Linked DNA regions of Mus musculus: region 1 is linked to region 2. The links are chromatin contacts, called in public promoter capture Hi-C maps. All regions are on one chromosome and are shown on one strand. Each heading gives the region's core, a stretch centred on a gene start, on an enhancer-like site or on the middle of the called end of the contact. The rest is flanking DNA. Distances are from core to core; before and after follow the strand shown. Region 1 overlaps Ttc3 (tetratricopeptide repeat domain 3). Region 2 overlaps Morc3 (microrchidia 3).

Evidence for each region. Promoter capture Hi-C pulls out the DNA fragments that hold promoters and counts their contacts.
Region 1: a promoter capture Hi-C map of cranial neural crest shows a contact between it and region 2, with 4 times the contacts expected there. The contact joins two enhancer-like sites. A contact is called at or near these places in 4 of 39 promoter capture datasets (the C10 cell line, cranial neural crest, frontonasal cranial neural crest and 1 more), 3 of 484 Hi-C or Micro-C datasets (LSK cells, cortical neurons and embryonic stem cells), 2 of 115 datasets of contacts at active chromatin or transcription factors (embryonic forebrain and stem cell-derived neural progenitor cells) and 1 of 9 other capture datasets (embryonic stem cells).

The regions. Positions count from the first base shown.
Region 1 is chr16:94,447,731-94,451,091 of GRCm38.p6, forward strand. Ttc3 (tetratricopeptide repeat domain 3) reads left to right here. Exons shown (of 46, transcript NM_009441.2): 35 at 269-418; 36 at 3,290-3,361. Among named protein-coding and RNA genes, the nearest start is that of Gm23692, 20 kb to the left of the region's middle. Within about 2 kb of position 1,636, at least 17 of the 459 cell types and tissues checked have an H3K27ac peak or open chromatin away from gene starts, as enhancers often do.
Region 2 is chr16:93,873,373-93,876,603 of GRCm38.p6, forward strand. Morc3 (microrchidia 3) reads left to right here. Exons shown (of 17, transcript NM_001045529.3): 16 at 1-22; 17 at 1,387-2,701. The coding sequence ends at 1,540. Among named protein-coding and RNA genes, the nearest start is that of Chaf1b, 8.9 kb to the right of the region's middle. Within about 2 kb of position 1,714, at least 4 of the 459 cell types and tissues checked have an H3K27ac peak or open chromatin away from gene starts, as enhancers often do.

The DNA of each region.
Region 1 (3,361 bases), core at 386-2,885, 570 kb after region 2:
TGGGTGTGCATGAGGTGAGAGTCACAAACCAATCAAAAGTTAAAGGAAAGTTTTATTACAAATTTCAGTAGTAAAATAATAGCGTTAGGGAAAAAAAAAAAAGCTGGCTCTGCTGAATGGTACTTTGTAGAGGTTTTAATTTCTGGATTATTACATTTCCCATGTAAGTTTTCCTTTTCCTGTTACTGTTACTCTCCTTTGAGACAGTTTGAAATAGATCATAAATTCTCAGGAGTTGTAAATTGACGCTTTTGTGGCTTACTCCTAGGGGGACCTTTCCCAGAAGGAAAAGGAGTGCCACCTACTCAGAGAGCAGCTGAAGGTAGCATGTGAGAACTGCGAGCAGATAGAACTCAGGAGCTCACAAGAGATCAAGGACCTGGAGGAAAAGCTGCAACGGCACACAGAGGAAAACAAGGTAAACCTCCCTGAGACTCGGTGATGGCTGCGGTGAGTGGCAGTGTTTGTCAGCCTCAGTCAGCTGAGCTGCACCAGTGGCCACACAAGAACTCCTTCTCAGGAGCCTCTCTCACTTTTCCCTGCAGCACACCCAGTGGCAGTGCTCCTTGTAGTGATGTAGAACCTTACCAACTGTTTTGAGAAAAGGACTATAAATCTGGGATTTAATTTAATTGCCTTGTCTGTTTGACTGAAACTCTTCTGTGTTTAATTCCAAGTTAAATTCCTGTCTGCGTTGTGAGGCACTATCAGAGGAGAGGTCACAAATGTGAGCCTGCAGCCACTCGTGGTTCCGTCTAGAACTCTTCCGACAGAGCAGTTAGCTTACTTAATATCACTGAACTTAGTTTGCTTATCTGGAAGACTTGGGGTAAAACTCTGTGGTAAAGAATGAGGGTTAATAAGTAATTGACTCTGTTCCTATCCCTCATCTTCATGAGGAAATGTCAGAATAACTCATGGAGCCTGTGCTGTATTCAAGTCTCTGGAGTATCTGGTTTGAATTCTATTAGTTGAGACTGACCATCAGTTATTTAGTGAAGTGGTACCAGTTGGCAAAAAAAAAAAAAAAAGGTGGCTTTAGTGGCAAGGAGATTACAGGTGTGAGAAAATGATGTTCCTTTTCATAAAGGGAATGGAGAGACCCATTTAAGAAGGAAAAAATGGTTTGAGAAGTCAGAATTAACATCTGGAATAATACATTAAGTAGTAGGAAATTAGCTTAATTAGGAAACTTGTCTATTAGAATTGGAGTATACCTGGAAGAAAGGAGATAGAGTAAGTGTGGCAGCACTCCCAGGACCTGTTCACAGAGATCGGCCTAGGGATACCAGTAAAAAGAAAAAAAAAAAAAAATTAAAGCCTACTTAGCATATGATTCGTGGAATGCAAACTTGAATAAACTACTTGAGAGATATAATAAAGTAAAATAATGATACAAATGTGGTATTGCCTCAGGAAGATTTGAACAGTAATCCATGTGGCCTTGTTTGAGTGGCAGGCAGATTCAGGCACATAGTACTTCACATAGGCATTTGGTGAGTGAAGTTTGTGAAAGAGACGTCTCCAGCTTCACACACTGGTGGTCAGACTTGGTACTTTATTCACACAGCTCATCAAGCCTGTTTGTACAGATGTTCTCTACCTTGGGGATAGAGCGCACCCAAGAGGAAGACTGACAGAGCAGCAGCTCTGACCGCGGTTCTCTGTCTAGCTCCCATGCCCTTGAGGTTTCAGACGTCTGAGAGAGGGTCTTACTGCGTAATCTGGGTTGGGCTCAAAGTCCATGGCCTTTTATCTCGGACGTGTTGGGAGCATAGGCAGGCAGCCCATACCAGGTTCTTCTAGTGCCTTTTCTTTTTGTGTGGTTTGCATCTGGTGTCAAGATTGTTCTCAAGAACATGGTGAGTCCGTTACTGCATCCCTCAAACAACAGGTTCGTTCAGGTACTAGACTTAGTTGGCGAGCTGTGTACCCTCTTAAATTTCGAACCTGAGTTTCTTCGGTTGTGTCTACAAGAGTAGGTGGGAATGAATATGATCATTTCCTTTTACGAAGCAGCACGTGAACTCAGGTCAGAGTTTCACTGTGAGCATTGCGCAAACGCACATGATTTTAATTCTTTATGCTTTCATAACTGATTTCCTATAGGCAGTTTTGCCAAGCAGGTTCTCATCCTGTTGCATAACCATCTCCCTTTCAAAAAACCAGATCAAAGGTGAGATCATTGGCCCAGAGTGCAAACAGAGGTGGCCTGGCTTCCACTGGCATAGCAAGCAGATTTACATTGATCTTAGAAATAAAAATGACCATGTAGAATACAGGAGTTTGTAAGGATGGTAGGCACGGGGTCATCTAAGTCACAGAAGTGAAGTGATGTGTTTGGAATCAGCAAGATTGTATTAGAAAGGAAAATGTGGACAAGACCAGCCTAAGGGGACATCACAGAACTTTGGTTCCACTCCTGCCACTTTGTAAGAGAGCCCGTGTATCACATCCATTCAGGCTGTTCTCTGAATTGGGACTCAGGCTTGCAGGAAGACTAGTTAGCAGGGCCATCGCCAAAAACATAGAAACCCTGGGTGTCTAAGGCATAAGAGAAAAGGGGAGAAATGGCCTCTTGAGTCTGTATCATTTTTTACTTTAATGCCATTACTTCCTATTACATTTGAGTAGTTGAATGTAGGGTGCACCATCCGTTTGAGGGAGAAAGCCCATGTTTTTGTAACTGAATCTTTGTTCTCAGTGTGTTCTGAACCAGCAGGATCAGGACCTCAAGAATTAATAAGAAACTAGTCTTTCTTTAGCAAATAGGAGTACAGAGTTTTATTAAGCATGTATTGGTAGTTGTGGAATTTGAGACTGGACACTATTTAACATTTCCATGTTCACATATCTCAAAACCAGCAGTTACTTAAGGAGCTGGGGTCTGGGAGTGGCGCTGACCCTCGCCCTCCAGGAAGGGAACCAGCATTGCCTCCGGTGTGTCTCTGCCACACTGCCTGAAATTCAGGCAGGTGGTCAATCCAGATGCCTTTAATGGCCAGCCACGGGCATCTTATTTGTATTTCTAGAAACAAAACCTACTGGGCTTGCCAGCTAAAACATATGCAGGCTTCTTGTAGGTAGGTAACTGTGTAGGCTGAAGCGTGTGGTACAGAGTTCTTCTGAGTACCTTCCTGCAGGGAGTGCATGTGGTCGCCTGTGGCTGTGCTGTGAGGACGCCGCTCCCTGGACTTGAGCTGCTGCGTATGCTGAGACACCGTCAGGTTCTTTTCCTCTCTAGAAAGTATTGCCATGATTATTCATATATTTTCTAAAATGCTTCTAGATCTCAAAGACGGAATTAGACTGGTTCCTCCAAGATTTGGACAGAGAGATTAAAAAGTGGCAACAAGAGAAA
Region 2 (3,231 bases), core at 464-2,963:
TCAGTTATGTGGACGGGGAAAGGTACTGAAGGTTTTTGCAGGGGGTTCACACATGCTCAGTAGAAAAAAACTATTCTCAAAAAGTCCCTAGCGGGCATTGTAGTCCCAGCAGAGCTTTTGATAAGGAAGACTGAGAGATGGAACACATCATTGCTTCAAGTTGCTAAGTTAAGGGATAGAAAATGGTTTGGATTATATAGGTAAAAAGTGAAAAAACTGAGCTTAATCTTTGAAAGTGGGCTAAATTTTACCATGACTGACATAGGACTCACCCCACCCCACCCCCGCCGTGTGTGTGTGTGTGTGTGTGTGTGTGTGTGTGTGTGTGTGTGTAATATTTAGTATACTATTAATAACAGATGAGGACCAGGACATACTGTTAGCACATCCTATTAACTAAGAGCTTGGGCTTTTGTTTAGATTTTAGTGGAGCTGGCGAAGGCTTTCTTTGGTGTGCTATCTTAACTATATACTATGTGGATGCTGGAACGTAAGCCAGGTCCTGTGGAAGAGCTACAAGCCTAAACAAACAAATCATTACCTACCTCTCTGACCAAAAGCAACTTGGGGAGGAGAGGACTTCTTTGGCTCATGCTTCCAGGAGAAGTGAGAGCAGGAGCTCGAGGCAGGAAGTGTGGAAGAGGGCTGACTGCTGCTCACTTCCTGACTCCTGCTTAGCTTAGACTCCTAGAGACCAGCTTGAACCATGAAAGCTGCTCTCGAGTTATTCTAGTCCTGTCAACCTGACAAAGTTTACTAGGACAGACGGGTTTAGAGAAATCTCAGTTTAACTCAGCCTCCTTAACATTGCTCAAACCAAAGTTTTGGAAACTTACTCAACGACAGAAATTTTTATCCTTTTATTCATAATTAAGGAACTGGGAGGTGGTGGTGCACACTTTTAATCCTAGCACTTGGGAGGCAGAGGCAGATGGATCTCTGTGAGTTCAAGGGCAGCCTGGTCTATGGAGCAAGTTCCAGGACAGCCAGAGCTACACAGAGAAACTGTGTCTCTAAAAACCATAATTAAGGAACAATTCAGTTTATTTTCATCAGCGGGAGGTTGAAGTCCAAAGCCGCTCTTGATGAATATTGTCACTGTCGCACTGCTGTTTGTCCGGGGGATAGCAAGTGGGAAGTAACATCTAATTTGTATGTTGAACCACATGTTTTATAAAACTTGTTCTTGGACTTAGCCTAGCATCTAGTGAATCCATTGGCTGTTAATTAAATCCAGTTCTTTAATTGGTAGTGGTGGTGGTGGGGTTCTTTTCACTTTATTTTCTTTTATTCAACAGACATTTTTATCTTTTCACTTTTAAGTTCCATAAGAGAAGTCATTTATATTGTAATTCTCACCTGATTAGCCAATGCCTGTGTTTGCAGCCTCAAACTTCGTTCTCTTCGAGTCAACGTAGGACAGCTGCTGGCTATGATCGTGCCTGATCTGGATCTTCAGCAGGTCAATTATGACGTGGACGTAGTCGATGAGATTCTAGGACAAGTGGTGGAGCAGATGAGCGAGATCAGCAGTACTTAAGTGCAGACGTCTGGTGATGGTTTCAGCTCTCACGTAACGCGTGCCAGGTCACAGACTGAAGAGCGGCATCTTTCTGTATTCTATGCATTCGAGTGTCCCAGGCACTGTGGACACACAACTCTTGACATAACCTGTGAACTGCTGGGGTTGAGCAGCGTAATAGCGAACTTAGCCTCTGTTCTAAATGTCAATATTTGTATTAAGTCCACAAATATTTTTTTATTGCCCTAGAGACTGGTGTTTTTCACCAAGAGCTTTTCAGGTTGTTACAATACAGTTTGTGCAATTTTTCTGGCTCCCTAAATGTATTTTTCTCAAAATCGAGGGCTGTGCCATAGTGTATGTAAATGGATAAGTTGCTACTGTTGTTTCCTTAAATGAGCATAAGACAGGATTTGAAATAATGTCATGGCACTCCTAGCGGGGTCTGCTTGTAAGGGAATTGAGCATTACTGCTGTTTTCTATGAAATCCTGTCTCTGACATGATTCTGTTCATAGAGAGGAAAGCCAAAGCTAGCTGAGTTTGCCTGGCTTTTTCTTGTGGTAAGATTGCTAATTGTCAAGTAAAAAGTGTTTTCCAGGACAAAGAAAAGATCTTTAAAGTGTTAAAAAATATCCAGTGACAACCATGTTTACTTTGAAGCCCATTTTTGGCTGTTGATTCAGCATGAAGTGGGTGCAATAATTATTTGAGATTTCTTTTTGTGAAATTTCCTGTATAGCCTTTGTAGGGTTACTGCAGGTTAATGTAAGCTGAGAAGGTAGTCTTTCTCAAACAGTACTGCATATCTTTTACTGTATTATGAATGTAAGTGTTTTTTAGCCTGGAGTTAATCATAAATGGGCCTGGGATCATAGCACCATATGCTGTAAAATATGCTTTTACTGGTCCCAAGTTTTGTGCAATCTGAAAAGAGGTGGCTTTTTATTATATATGTAACTGTATATAATTAAGAATCATATTTTCCACAACTAAAAATGTGTTATTTTTTCCAAAGTTTTATTGTTGCTATTTATTTTAACTTTTGTTTCTGAAAATTCAGTACATACTCATTGTGTGTGTGGTTAACTACACATCTGTTGTATACGAAGTTGAATCTTTATGTATAGTACCTTCTGGGAATTGCAAATAAATGAAGTTCTTGTTTTTATTTACTCGATAAAGGTAACTGAAAGTTATTTCCTTACGAAGCTGATTTTCTCTTGAGTTGTGCTAATGTAACGGCAGATCCTCCCAGTTCACATCAGATCCTCCCAGTTCACATCAGATCCTCCCAGTTCACATCAGGCTTTGACTTTAGTTCACTGCAGAATGCGCTACTCTCTTAAGTCTTAAGACTCCATCAGGCCAGCAGGGCGTGGTGGCGCACGCCTTTAATCCCAGCACTTGGGAGGCAGAGGCAGGTGGATTTCTGAGTTCGAGGACAGCCACGGCTACACAGAGAAACCCTGTCTCGAAAAAAACAAAAAAACAAAAAACAAAAAACAAAAAAAAAAGGCTCCATCAGGAAGGCCAGGCTCACTGCTCTCGAGAGTAGAAGTTTCCTTGTTTTCAAGGGTCCTGGGGACAAATCTGGAGCTCTGTACTCTACCACTGAGCCTCGTGCCAGCCCAGTATGGAAGTGTGTACGCTGGGCATCTTGTTTGGATGACAGCATCTATGTAAGTCATGGAGGTTTCGAGGATGTTT